2 separate regions of the Anser cygnoides genome follow, and region 2 is linked to region 1. A link is a contact called in public Hi-C data. All regions are on one chromosome and are shown on one strand. The core of a region is the stretch at or near the end of the contact, and the rest is flanking DNA. Distances in the headings are between cores, read along the strand shown.

Region 1 (7,219 bases), core at 1,635-4,134:
CAGAATTTCATCAAAGTTGAGAGGACAGCTCCCACAGCAAAGCAGGGGAACAATGATACAACCCAGTATGTCATCTGAAAGTGATGGTCTAAGAAAGTGCTCTGTGTAAAGAGACACTTTAAGGAGTTGTCTAGAATAAAATAAGTGGTTTTGTCTTTGAATAATTATCTTACTAAAACAGTTAAGTTCAAGTAGCCTTTAGGACAGACAGCAAAATATCACAATAATTAATATTCTTAAGATCACTGAAATCAGGGGCAGAAATTTCCATGATATTGTGAATAATTATGGCAGTTATTAATAAAAGCTAATGCCATCTTCTTCTGGAGATTCTGGAATGTCTTTGTCTATGCTGTTTGCACAGAGACACAAAGCACTCATAAAGAAATTAGCACAATTAATTGAAATTAACTATCACCAAATGAAAGGCTAGTATTAGTTGATTTGAGATGCATGTGGTCAAAAAATATCTTAAAATATTTGTATTATTGAGATACAGAAATAATCCGAAAATATTTAATTTTTTGAATCACCAATAACATCACCATCAAAAGAAACCGTCATATGTAGCCTTTATACACTGTATGTGTACGTGCACACAAACTTTTCTATGTTCAGAATTAATATTTATGTTTGTTTATATATTTGTAGACAGGTGTATAAATGCAAAAACACACAGCAACACGCATTCCCCTGTTTTCTGATCCTGAAGGAGACAGCAAAATGTGATTTCCAGAAAGCAAGACTGCTGTGTTAGACATATTATTTCATCTGCTAGTCTCCTCTTTCAATGAAGGAAGGAAGACTGTCCCATCTTCTTTAATGAGGGTGGATGTAATTTATTATAAGACGTCATTACCTCATCCATGAGGTAAATTTCTGAATACCTCACTGCCTTGCACACTCAAAAGTGTAGGTAAGCAAAGAACAGAACCTATTATAACCTAACATACAGTAGCTATGTTTAACTTCAAATCCTAGCTTCAAAACACTACTTTGTAGCCCAGAACTTTCTCTTACATATAAGAATCATAGAAAAAAGCCCGTAAGCTTCTGAGTAAGAGGAAAAAAAGACCTAGTATTATTTTTTCACCCCTCTTACTTCTACTGAAGTTGTAAGAAACCATGGTGGACAAATTTACAGTGAAGGAACCTTGACCTGTCAACTAAACATTTCCCTGTGTGCAGAGTTTCACAATCATGATTACAGTATGTGAAAAGGTAAGTCACAATTATAGCATGTGACAATTGACTCAGCTGTAGTCTTGACCTGATAGTTTTAATTGAGGCCAAACATTTAACAGGCTAACGGGGTAAAGGAGAACAGTTCTTAAAGCTATGCAACTATCCATGATAGGATTTAATAGGAAGGTCAGATAATAGGAATTGCTATACACATCTGTAACTATTCTGGCAAAACTATTTATGACCACAAATTACCAAATACGCATCCTTTTAAAAATAAAATAAAAAAAATACTCCTCCAGCAATATATAAAGCTGTCTGCAGGTAAATTGTTCACACACCAAATTCCCCAAACTGTCTAAAAGCAGTCCAAGTGACTGCTATTGCAAAGCTATAGTCAGGGCTGTATAGCTACCTCCATCAGTTTACTCATTGGGTAACACGGTTTTCTTTCTCTTCATCACCATAATTTCAGGCAAAGATGTTAATTCTATCCCATATAACTGCATTTGCAAATTATTATAAAGGAAAAAGTCAATAATAAGTAAAATTAAAACTCATGTTTTAGTCTCAGTTCTGAACCTCTTTTTTGATAAAAATTGTAGCCAGGGTTGTTAAGTGTTTTAAGGCATGTCTTTTATGTTTGAATTAGTTTTCGGACATTTATTTGCCTTTGAGTTAAATGCTTCTAGAGCTTCCAGTTTTCAGGGATAATTAGACATCCCCCTGAAATAACACAGTAAAATTTGGGCAGAACCACGTGTGCCTCTGCAGGAAGTATAGACAGAAGTGAAAGAGCTATATGTTAAAAATTTCTCTTTGCAAAATATAACAGTTGGCAGCTGCTCCTAAAATGCTGTTTTGCTAAAATATATGTGGGTGTGTACATGCAGACATACGTGCATACACACATAAACCCCAACACACACAAAAACACAGCCCTCAACCATAATTTGGTAAGCTTGTACCAAAATAAGAAAGTGAAAAAATCTACATATGTATTTTACACGAAAGCTGATCCTGTTGCAAATGTAGGATTTTTTTCTCACATCTCATAACAAAAAAACTTGACAGCTGTTTTCCCACCTCATAGATGTGACACATATATACATATATATATATGCTCATTGAACAAGGAAGCCCTGTATGGAGAGCATCAGCTTAAGTGATTAGATTAAGAAAGAAGCTTATTCACAGTACAAGAGACCAATATTTAAAAAAAAAAAAAAAAAAAAAGAAGAAGAAAAAAATCATTTTGAATTCTGTGACATTAAGGATGTTACCACCACCATGATTGGTATGATTCGGAGTTCTTACACCCTTTGATTACTCAATAATTTTATTCCCACCTTACATGCAAGGGAAGTTAACAAGCAGCCCTTTTTCAAAAACATAAAGTACCATGCACGTGCAAAGAGTGCTTAAATCTCAGTTTTAAGAAACACGGGCTTCGAGAGCTTACCAGAGATGACCCCTGCTGTCAAGGTGGCAGAAACTGGTGCCTGCCTCTTACTCACTTTGGCAAGAAAACTAAAGAGTAAACCATCGCGTGCCATGGCAAACAGAATTCGGGGCAAAGGGAACATAGAGCCGAGAAGACTAGAACAGAAAAATGTATAGTTCAAATACAGGTTATTAAAAGCACAGTGCTTTACTGGTAAACCCAACTACACAAAAAGAAAGCTTGGAAGAGTGAATGGGTTTAGGTTTAGTTTTGGTTTAGGCTCTGTTTTGCTGCTCTTGTTTTTTGTTTGGTCGATCGGTGGTGTTGTTTAAGGTTTGTTGTTTATTTTGAACCTAGGCTATGACAGCTCTTGAGATTAACCAACAAATACAAAATCTGTGGCAGAGAAAAGTTTCACTAGTAGCCTACTTTACCCGGCGACAGTCATATTTGGTCATTTCAGTCACAAGCAAATCAAAATTGCACATATATTTTGCACATTTTCCATATATGCAACGCATTTAGCAGTGCACCTTTCTTTACAAGGATCAACTCTTAGTCTCACCTGCTACTGCACCAGACGATAGAGTAGCAACTAGTGGGGTCTTCGTTTTGGAATTGATCTGAGCTAGACATTTGAAAAGCAACCCATCCTTCGCCATAGCATAGATTACACGTGGCATTGGGAAAATGGATCCAAGAAGACTGAATAAAAAGCAAACACATGCAACACAGCAAATGCAGTTCATGCAGAGTTGTATCATGGAAAAGATAAACAATGTTAATTAATGACATGTACAGAAACAAAATTTATGATTGTAAGACAACACCAGAAAGCCCCATAGCCCAAGATACTACAGATCAGACACAAATTGAATTTTTTTTTTTTCCTGTAAAGTTGATTTTTCTGGGTTTGTTTGTCTTTTGTTTGTTTGTTTTTCATTTAGGTAATAGAATTGCTTCATTAGAGAGAATTCAGGTTAGCAAAGTAACTCTTGCCATCACTGTAGTTCTTGGGCATTAGTGGACAAGGAACGTGTTCCGGGTCACACTAACTATGCAATTAAGCTTTAGTATTCCTGGAAAAAGTCCGTCAGTCAGCAGCAGCAAATCAATAAGCATTAGCAGCATCTTTTATGCTCTACATTTCTATGTGAAGCTGCTGATTAACAGTAACTCAAAGAAAGCACCATAAAGTTAACTTGGGCACATTATTTCTTTCAATTAAAGCACCTCAAGCCAAGCTTCATTGAGATAATTTCTTTTTTGGAAGAAGTAAAGGTAATTATTTTAGATTTATTGTTAGCAGCACACAGAAAGCTTTTAAACTGTTGATAACTCAAGGCTCTTTTTAGATAGACTTCTTAAATTAGGTGGTTTCTTTCTCTCAGAGTGAAATAATTGTAATTACAAAAACCAAAAACATTTAAAGGACAAAAAGCAAATCCATAGCCAGTATAACCTCTGCAGCAAGCATACTAATATTTAACCAGTTGAATGGTTGCCCATGTTACTTAGGAAATCAATTATACCGCTTACAGAAGGCCCAGCTTTTATGTACCACAGATGCTAAGTACCTCTGGTAATGCTCATGAGACACAAGCATTTAGGTTAGACACACATAAAATAAGTTTCATTGCACATGAACTGAAGTATGAATGCTCTTTCCAAAAAAGAATATTTCCTGAATTAGGATGACAGTTTATTCTTCGAGTAAGGATACTGTTAAAGTCCACAGCTAAATTTTTGCTGTTTTGACTTTGTAAAATTTATTTATCCTATCCCTCTTTAAGTGAATTCACAAAAATAATGGAAATATTAATGAACGTCTTTACCCAGAGGAAACAAGTTCACAACATAACATGATAAGAGGTAACCATATGAACCAAAAGCAATTATCCCAACTTTTTTTTTTTTTTGGTTAATTATACCTCTAAATTTAGGAATATGAAATACAATTTCCTTAGATTTGTTCTAAATCGACATCAGTCAACAAAAACACTGGAAGATTACTCTTTCCATACAAGGAAATACAATACTTCAAAATACACTAGAAAGAGGACAGCCGTTCAAATTTCTGAAACAGTGTTTTACCATCTCTCTTAATTTTGTTTTCCAGTATCAGTTTCTTTAATCTAGTTTCCACTGTTATGTATCCCACCGTATCACTTTTATTGATATTTATCAATAAAGGGCAAAATTGCAGTAAAACCCTTCAAACTGGGGTTTGAAGGGTTGACAACTAGATATGAAGTATGACAGCTAGATAGAATATAGCTATAATCCCAGAATAAACTGCATAAATATGACATTGTTCAGTCAGCTGTACAATTTATGTCTATTTGGAACTATTTTTTATGTCATTTTGGAACTATTTCCTCTTTCTGTCACCTCCTACATCAAAATATTCCTTTCCTTTAAATCACTGCCCAGAGTCACTGTGGTCATCTTCAACAGGCTGATGCTCACCAGGGTTATCTCAGAGTACTGTTGATATTCCTGCTTAAGCAGGCATATCTTTTTCCTTTGTGGAAAGCCAGCCAGTATTTGCATCACTGAAGATCACTTGAATGACTCCTTACCTAAAAAGCTCAGGTAGAAGACTGGCATCAGCATTCTACTATCCCTAAATTTAAGCAATCAGCAATGTTCTGTGCTATGAAAGATACCATGTTACAACTGGAGTGTAACTTATATGAAGACAAACTAATATATCTTATGCTTTCCCTGATCTTTTAAATCAAAATAACATGCTAAATTAAGGCTGCATCCACAGTTTCACAAGGAGGAATAAACTATCCTATTTTCACAGCTATAATCTACATCTCAAATACCCACAGAAAAATCACGGGAAGGGATGATGTCAGAAGACAGACTGGAGAAAAATATAGACAGGCAATGAAGGTGAGAAGGGGAATTAGTTAACTGACTATTCAGTTTTGCCTGCAAATACACAGAGCCCATAAAGCTGCTGAATCTTTGGGAATGGACAACAAGAAAAGACAAAATGTGTGAGGTTTATTTCAACAGTTAATAGAGAAAACTTGCAGGTCATATGTCTGAAAATACTTATTTTAATAAAGAACTTCTGGGTAAAAAGTCAAGGAGGTAGAGTCCAATAACAGTACAGTTTAAAAAAAGGAACATAAATTAACACACATTGTCATCAAGACCTGCTTAAGTCTAAAACGTGTGTATAACACTTACGGATAATCCTTTGCATGAAGTGAGCCTTCAAAATGACCACATGAATGTATATTTAAATATCTTATATTACCCATCAGCTTTTCCAGAGAAAATTAGCATATCGAAGTCTTTACCTTGTGGACAAAGCACAGAGGGATCCCACTGCTACAACATATTTTGCAGGACTCCATCCAACATATGCAAATGCTACTGGCAGAGGACTTTTCTCGTCTAGTATATAGTATGGCATCATAAGAGTCAGTGCAGCTGAAACCCCAAAATAGGCCATGAAGCAGACAAGCAAGGACACCACAATTCCTATGGGTATGGCTTTCTGAGGATTCTTGACCTCTTCTCCTGAAAAAAGGAAAAAAAAAAAACCACCAAAAACTCTTACTATTACATTCAGCTTTAAAATATAGCAATGAACACAAATTAGTACTTTTGTAAGTCTAAACACTCAGAACCATATTTGTAATATGATTTTTAAAAATCTGCACAAATTAAGCTCATCGACATAGTATATAACTCAATATTTTGTTGCCAGAAATAGCATTAAAAAACAGAGGCACAATTGCTAGATATAAAATACATTCTATATTCACAGTAGTCAAACCCCATCATTTCTAGTTATTTTCCTATAATTTGTAAGTTCTAAGTACTTAATCCATACCATTCATATATAGACCAGCCTTTAGGAGAGAGATCTTATCTCAGACAATCACCAGGTGATTAATACGATTTGGGCAGAAAAAAAAATATACTAAGCACTTCCCAGGCTTAAACAACAATTAATTTATTTAGAATCGAAATAAAATAAAAATCTGCTCCTTCCTCATAGAATGATAGCCACGTTCAGGAATGAACTCAGACTCATTCTTCATGGACTGAAGAAATTTCAGGACAAAGCAAAGGAAGGACAGTTAGCAGATTATGTTGTTTTAGAACCCCCAAAGGTATATTATGCATACATATATATATATATACACACAGACACATATAAATACTATACCAGTTGTTGCAATGCAGTCAAATCCTACAAAAGCATAAAAACAGGTTGCAGCACCAGCCAATGTTCCTGTGAAACCATATGGCATAAAGCCACCGCTCCCATATATACTGGTCACATTCTCATAGGATGAAAAATTCCTACGAAGAACAAAAATACAGCAGAAAAATAACTTATTTTTTATTATTGGTAGGACAAACAAATACATCTTCCTCCCCTGCAACTCTGGAAAAAACATGTAAAAATGCTCTCATCAAGACAGAGTTCTGCTTTACAAAACTGTACGAGAAGACTTTTGCACGTCAAAAATTGTATGACAAAAATAACAGTAAGTGGAATAATACCTGAATCATGTAACTATCACCTTACTCCCTTTACCGTTTGTTGGTAAGAGT
Region 2 (7,219 bases), core at 1,254-3,753, 100 kb after region 1:
TATTTATTTCATGTATATCATCAACAAAAGACTTTTAAATTCTTTCCCCTCCTGAATCAGCCTGATCCTGAACAGGCCTTGGTCTTGAATCGGGGGATCCCCTCTGGGGATGGGGCATCCACAGCTTCTCAGGGCAACCTGTTCTAGTGCCTCACTACTCTTACAGTGAAGAATTACTTCCTAATGTCTAATCTAAATCTATCCTCTTTTAGTTTAAGACCATTCCCCCTTGTCCTATCATTATCTACCCAAGTAAAGAGTCCATCTCCATCCTTTCCATAAGACCCGTTTAAGTACTGAAAGGCCACAAAGAGGTGTCCCCAGGGCCTCCTCTTCTCCAGGCTGAAATGTGCCTTCTGGTACCACAGGAACGTACCTTACCATGTCCTCTTCGGCCACATGTGATTCCAAGGCAGTCTGCGCAGTCTTCTGTGATCCCTGGTCAGTAACCTTGTCCAAGTGAAGGAGGAAGGCTCTGTAGTCATTGCTCTGCCCACTACAGATGCATGTGTGCTCAGCCCCACACAGGATCTTAGGTTAAATCAATAACTGCTAGGCAACTCATTTTATTTTTACTGCATCACTCCCTCCGTGGTGTATTCTTGCTTAGTTCCTTGCCTAAGGGTCTCAGAAGGGAGACTAGAAGGGGTTTTGGTGAACGACAAAACCTTGTTTGGCTGGAAGAGAGGCCTCGTGAACAAACCTTTCCCTTTGTTTGTTCAGCTTGAGCCTAGCAAGGTTAAAGTAGTAAACAACCAGCCTGGCTGCACGGGGTAGTGTTGTGTATTATTTTAGAGCCAGAAGTTCATGAGCCGGGCCCATGGCACAAACTGATAGGTAACAATTTCTGATACATTTAACAGTTTATGCTGCTTGGGGGCATAACTTCTTAGCATCGGTTCTTAAATGAGCCATAAGTTGCATATGTCTGTGTTTTTTCATAGATTTTATATTTTCTGTGTTGAAATCTCATTTAGAGACCTGACAGATAAGATTAGAAATTAAAGAAGTGAGGTTTCAAATACTTGAGGCTTTCATTGAATCTTAAGGCTTGAGGTGCACGAGGGCTGTTTTTCATGTAAAAAGCCATACAGTTTTTCTCTTTTTCCATTTGTAGAAGTGTTCCTTCATCTTATTTTTCTTGTCTCCTTTAAAATGTTATTACTGGGGAACCAGAATCAAAAAGGCTGCCAAAGACAACGACAATATCCACTTGATATGGGTTTACATTTTCATCAAGTATTTGAATATAGCTGGGTAAATCTCTAATGTAAATATCACATTACACTGCCAACATCCCCAGATGTGCCTACTGATCGTGCTATGTTGTGAGATGAGTCTGATTTGGTGCAGGAGTGCAGCAAAGGTAATTTTATTCCATTTACTGGAATTAAGCAGAAGTGAAGGTCACATGAAAGACTGCAGTTTGTTGTCAACATACAATTTTAAATAATTTCAAACACTGAAGAAATCTGAACTAAAAATGCACTTATATTAGGAATATGTTGATTTCAATTACATTTCTTTAGAAAAAAGCCGAAGCAATTAGTTTATACTTATTGCCAAGAATTTGATTAGTAAAAAAGAAAAAAATCAGCTTTGAAATTTTAATAACTTTAATTCTAACAGTTTTATTTAATTAACTTTAACATGTATTTACTCTTGTATATTTATTTTAGCATAATATAAGAGCATTGTAAATTTATATTAAAATTTAATACAGATTATTAATAATTTAAATACTAAATTTGTAGGATAATGAGATTTTTTTAAGAATATGCAAAAAGAAGTTGAGATTTCGCTTTACTCTGGAAGAAAAATGTACTTTGAGGTGCTGAAAATTCATTCCAGAAAAACAAACAAACAAACAAGTTTTATCATTGCCTCTGCTGCCTCTATCATTTTGTATAATATTGAATTTTATTATTGTTATTTTTTAAGAGAGGTGTATATGAAGAAACTTGTGCCAATTTTGATCCTGGACACAACTTCCTTGAAATAATTTTTAATATTAGAAGAAGATGTGGTACAAGATGTTTTCTCAGGAAAGATTCAGGTGCTGAGCCTGTTGTTTGGTATTTGCGAAGCGGGGGAGCCCTGTCAGGCTTCCAGGGGACAACTTAGCTTGACGTGTTTGTTGTGCACTGAGATGGCGACCCCACATGCTCTCTGTATTTAAACAGCAAACATGAGCTTCTCCTCCCCTCATACCAGGAGCACTGGTTGTTGATCAGAGCAGCCCTCTGATCCTTGGACTGCAGTGACAGATCAGCCAGAAAGAGAGCTTGAGGGGTTGGCCCACAGCCCTTCTCCTTCCTCTCCCTAGGACCCTGCTGCCAGAAAGAGGGAAACTGAGCATCAGTTGCATCCCCTTCTGGTACTTGTGCTGATGGAAGAGGCAGTTTCCACCACGTGCCCGATTTCTTCCTACCCTCCAGGGGAAGGAAGCACAGCTGGATTTCCATGAACTCTGGCATGGGCTCTTGATTTTCCTGTGCCCAGCCTATGCTCTCTTTCCCACGGCATGTGTGCAGGAGGTCTTATTTCTCTCAGATTTTGGTATCAAGTTTTTTTTTTTTTAATTTATTTTTTTTTCTCTCTCCTGAAGGAAAGAAGGTAGCAAGATTTTTTTTGTGTGCTGGTATCATTTTTTTTTCCCTGCCGCGACAGAAATGTCTTTTTCCCTCAGGATAAGCTGAATTCATAACTGAACTCAGTACTGAGGTCCAGGTTGGTGGCCAAAATCATTTGAAATATATGGTGTGTGCGTTTAATTTAGGACAGTCTGAACTTTGCTCAGTGAAGTGGTAGGTAAATATTGATTCCAATTTGGTGGTGGGAACGAGCAAAGCACTATTTCAGCTTTACCTTGGACTTTTGTAAACAGAGACAGCAGCCTCAGCCAGAATCCAGCTACTAATTGGTCATGCTTCCATCTGCACAGGAGCATTAGTCATGTGAAAAGATGTTTGCTTTCAGTGCTGCTATCTATGCATTTTTATAAATATCCTTCAAAAAGACTTTTAAAATAACCATCTGGAAGAGACCTGCGTACAAAGATTACTGGATTTCACATGGACACATTAGGCTGTTTTGTCTCTGAATTAAAAGGAGTCAGAATTTTGCCTCTGAATTAAAAAGAGTGAAGACAGATTCACTCAGACATGGTATAAATTCTGAATTTGGCTTGTAAAATTAAACTCTGGTCATGTTGAAAGAAATGGAAGTTTTGCCACCAGTCATAATGGCTCAAAATATAAGCTGAGTCTTTTAGAAGACGTCCAGAGAAAAGAGACCTACTAAGACATTATTAATTCACAGGTCATACATGAACTCAATGAAAAACATGATGTTTTCACTATATTCCTTAAATGAATTTCACAGATTAATACCTTTTTTCCTTAAAAGACAGTGTAATTGAACATGGATCAGAATAAGTGTGTAATCTATTTATGTGGTGAATTTAGTGTCTCACTCTTGAAAATAGATTACACCAAATTTTGCTAGGTATTTCTTGCTGGAATGAGATATCTGGTTTAGATTCTGATTGACTATTTTTCTTATGATATCGAAAGCTCTGTAATATTAAAAAAAAAAAAAGCATGGGTACAGTAGGATAGAAATTTAATGTTGTAAAAGCTGGGAGATTTTGTTCTTCAAACATGGTGTTAAGATAGCAAAGTTTTCAGCAAAAATGTTTTCCTTGGTGAGCTATGACTTTTCCTCACCATCAGTTGATGTCTTTTGGCTACATCTGAAATTTTAATAAGGTTTCATTCAGGGACAGGGAACTGTTGAGTGAATTGCTTTATCTGAAACACCATTATGTGTGGTGATGCTAACATCGGGATTTGGTGGGGCTGCCCCTATAGCGCTCACCAAATCCAGCTTCACCAACAAATATGGTTGTGAATAGGAGGCTATGGCATTTAGTGGTTTTCTGCCTGTCCAAAGGCAGAAATTTGTCCATTTTCTGATTCCAAGACCTCGATAATAGATAGAAGCCCCCTCTATAAAGGGTTTGAAAACTTCACTCGCAACACAACTGGGGAAGATCTGTGCCGCACAGGATGTATTTGGTAAACTGATTGCATCGGACTTCCTGTATTTACCATGCATTTAAGATGTAGCTTATTTTGCAGTTTGTGAGCTGAAATCACCTTCAATGAGTGACTTTCTGTGGGGCCTTGAAAATTCAGGCTGGCTGAAGCATATCAAAGCCATTATGGATGCCGGCATTTTTATTGCAAAGGTAAGGTGTGTAAAATAAAAACAAAACTTGAACTAACCAGATACAGAAAGTGAGGAACAAGTAACCCAAGTTACTTGGGTAACTTGTTATCTTCAGTGATGTTGTATCTGAAACTAGTGTGTCTTGTGATGCCTCGCATATGAGGAGAGAAAGGTTTTAGGTCCTATGACATGAACATTTTGCTAATAGGGTAAAAAGAGTTTGTGTTAATTTGTACTGAAGATCTCAAATGTATTATGGCCTCTACTTTCCTGTATCTTGTTATGCCATGTATTTCAATGCCCTTTCTTTACTGCCCCAGCAGTGGCTGTTGCTGCTCCTTTCCCTATTTACCTTGCCTCCTCCACTGTTTCCAGGACATTTTCTTTGCTGACAATTTCTGTTCTAGGACTACTACTTCACATGGTAGTTGTACTATAGGAATGTTAGCACTGTCCTCTGAGTTATTTAGGAAACACCTAAATTAACCTCCTAATCCAGTGCCTGTCCATTATGATGGCCAAATTCTCTAGCAGGTTCTACTCTTACGTACTTGGTAACTGCTTCAGGAAAAAAAAAAGTGTTGGCTTTGGTAAGAAATTATTTCTCCCAATCCCACCTCAAGTAGTGCAGACATTTCTCATCTACTAACAGTAATTTTGTCACCCCCTTACTTGTGCTCTGTCTCTTTCTGGTTCAGTTCTTATTTTTAAGATTATTATTACAATTTTTTACAGGCCATTTTATTTACAAGACGTGCTATATATGACCTCATGGATCTGCCTCCTAAGTAACTGCCTGTTTCTCTTGCTTTGCTTCTTCCTGCTCAGCAGCTGTAGCTTCTTACCTGAATGCCAGCTGCAAGATAAATGCCCGTGTTATTTCTCCCAGCCCTACTAGCTTCTTTAGCTTATAGAAATCAAGTCATTTACATTAGCTCTTGCCAATTTTTTTCCAGTGGCTAGTGTTTAATATCCAAAAAGTATATCCTTTGTCCATATGCTTGCCAGCCTCGTGCTTACTCAGGCTTGCATTTTGACCTGTTCTTATTTGCACAGTTCCCAGTTCTCAGTTTTTGGTCTTCTGCCCGTATGGGTTCTATTTTGGTAGAATTTACTTGTCTCTTGAGATAAACATAGATAATTTATTATTATTCCTTGTTTCCTTTTAAGCCCAAATTTAACCTAAATGTTTATTTATCTAAGCAGTGTCTTTCCTAACCTATTTTATTTCTTTCTTTTCTAAACATAGTTCTCTTTAGAAATGGCAAAGGCCAAAATCCTTAGAATTTAAAATAACCCTCAAGTTCCAAAAATAATGCAACACGAGACTTTGGAGAGCATTGTACAAATCCCCTCTTTGTGTGTTTCTCCTGGATTATGGTTAAAATGGGATCCTCTCTCCTCAGTTATTCACTTTAAAAGTATTTGTACAATCTTGCTTATTAGATATGGATGTTCACTACTACCACAGGCTTCATCAGAAATCTTTACAATTATGTTTTTAATGCAGTATGGTGTAATAATATCCATGCTAGCCTGGCACTGGAGGCAGACATTACCATTATTGACATTGCCATCAGGAAGGGAAATTAAGAGCCATATGGAAATATGGCTGTTCTGTTGCTGGTACGTGAGTGAGAGCATTAGCAGTAGCTGAGCTGGCTTTAGACAGTTGTCCCCTCTTGCCAGTTGATGTATTTTAATTGCTCTGTGTGGTCTGGATCCTCTTGTACACAGTAGGCTTTTGGAACTGAGAATCGGTGAAGCTGTGTTCTAGGTGAATTTGCTGGTATATTTTGGAAATGTATTTATCTGCAAGTTCCATAATAGCTAAGTACCACCCCCCCCTTTTTTTTTCCAATGTATCTATCCTCTTAGTGCATCTAAAGGACAGGGAGGGATGCCTATCACAAATTACAAACGAGATTTTGTAGTATGTGCCTTCAAGTCCCCAGATCCAATGTTTGTGTCTCACTGGTGTTCACAAAAAACAGGTGCTGAAATTCAGATCTCTTCCTTTCTGGATAAGGTCAGAGGGTTAGTTCTCTCTTCTGTCTCCCCATAGCCCAAAAGCATACTTAGCTATTCTATGCAGAACAGCTTTATGAAGAGGAGGTGAAAGTAACTCAAAACCAGAATAGCTAACAACTTGGCGGTTAGAAAGCTGCTTGGCATGTGGGACAGCATTCACTGCTCCTTTGGCACAAGAAACTGTTGAAATGGATCCCTCGTCCTCCCATACTGGCGCAGAAAGAGGTGATGCTGCAAACACTGTATTGCATGGGATGGGATGCGATTAAGACCTTCCAAATGAGAGGAATAATGCTCAACATCATTCAGGAAATCTGTGGCAGAATTAGAAACAAAATTAAACAAACCCAAAGTTTTCCCAATTCTCAAATGAATGCCCTCCATACTGTGCTGTCTCACTTTTCCTCTCTTACTATTGCCTTTCTGCTGCTTGTGAAATCTCTGACTTTTTCTGTATTCTTAGGCTGTAGCTGAGGAAGGTGTGAGTGTGCTTGTTCACTGCTCTGATGGCTGGGATAGAACAGCCCAGGTTTGCTCTGTAGCAAGCCTTCTGTTGGACCCATATTACAGAACTATGAAGGGATTCATGGTAAGCAGGTTCTCTTTCACATAGTAAATGAAAATAGTATGGCATCATTTTAGAAAATGTTATCTTTTTTTTCTTTCTGATGGAAAATCAACTTTCTCTATTTTTTTTTCTCCTTATGTATAAAGGTTTTTATCCATCCAAGTTAGTCTCCCCATTTCTTTATGAAATGCTATCAAAGGTGTGGAGCAGTTGGGTACCCATCTGTTTTTTTTCATAAACTCAACCAAGAAAATTTCTTGTGGCCCAAGGGGCTTTTTGGTGCAAGCATGAGTTTGTGTTTATTTTCTGGAATAAATGAAGTTATGAGTGTCAGAAGTGTGTGATCCCCAGACACTAGATTGCAATGAGCAAGCATGTTGGAAGATC

The links. Hi-C and Micro-C count contacts between places; a contact is called where the count stands out from the background.
Region 2: a contact with region 1 is called in a Hi-C map of liver, with 6 times the contacts expected there. The contact joins two enhancer-like sites. A contact is called at or near these places in 5 of 7 Hi-C or Micro-C datasets (fetal liver, granulosa cells and liver).

Annotation. Positions count from the first base shown.
Region 1 is chr4:61,972,352-61,979,570 of Taihu_goose_T2T_genome, forward strand. It overlaps SLC7A2 (solute carrier family 7 member 2), which reads right to left. Exons shown (of 12, transcript XM_066996787.1): 5 at 6,828-6,964; 6 at 5,950-6,172; 7 at 2,648-2,784. Among named protein-coding and RNA genes, the nearest start is that of PDGFRL, 15 kb to the left of the region's middle. Within about 2 kb of position 2,885, at least 1 of the 3 cell types and tissues checked has open chromatin away from gene starts, as enhancers often do. A contact at or near this core is called in liver, where this site is marked.
Region 2 is chr4:62,072,983-62,080,201 of Taihu_goose_T2T_genome, forward strand. It overlaps MTMR7 (myotubularin related protein 7), which reads left to right. Exons shown (of 16, transcript XM_066996784.1): 10 at 4,143-4,252; 11 at 6,728-6,853. Among named protein-coding and RNA genes, the nearest start is that of VPS37A, 31 kb to the right of the region's middle. Within about 2 kb of position 2,504, at least 2 of the 3 cell types and tissues checked have open chromatin away from gene starts, as enhancers often do. A contact at or near this core is called in liver, where this site is marked.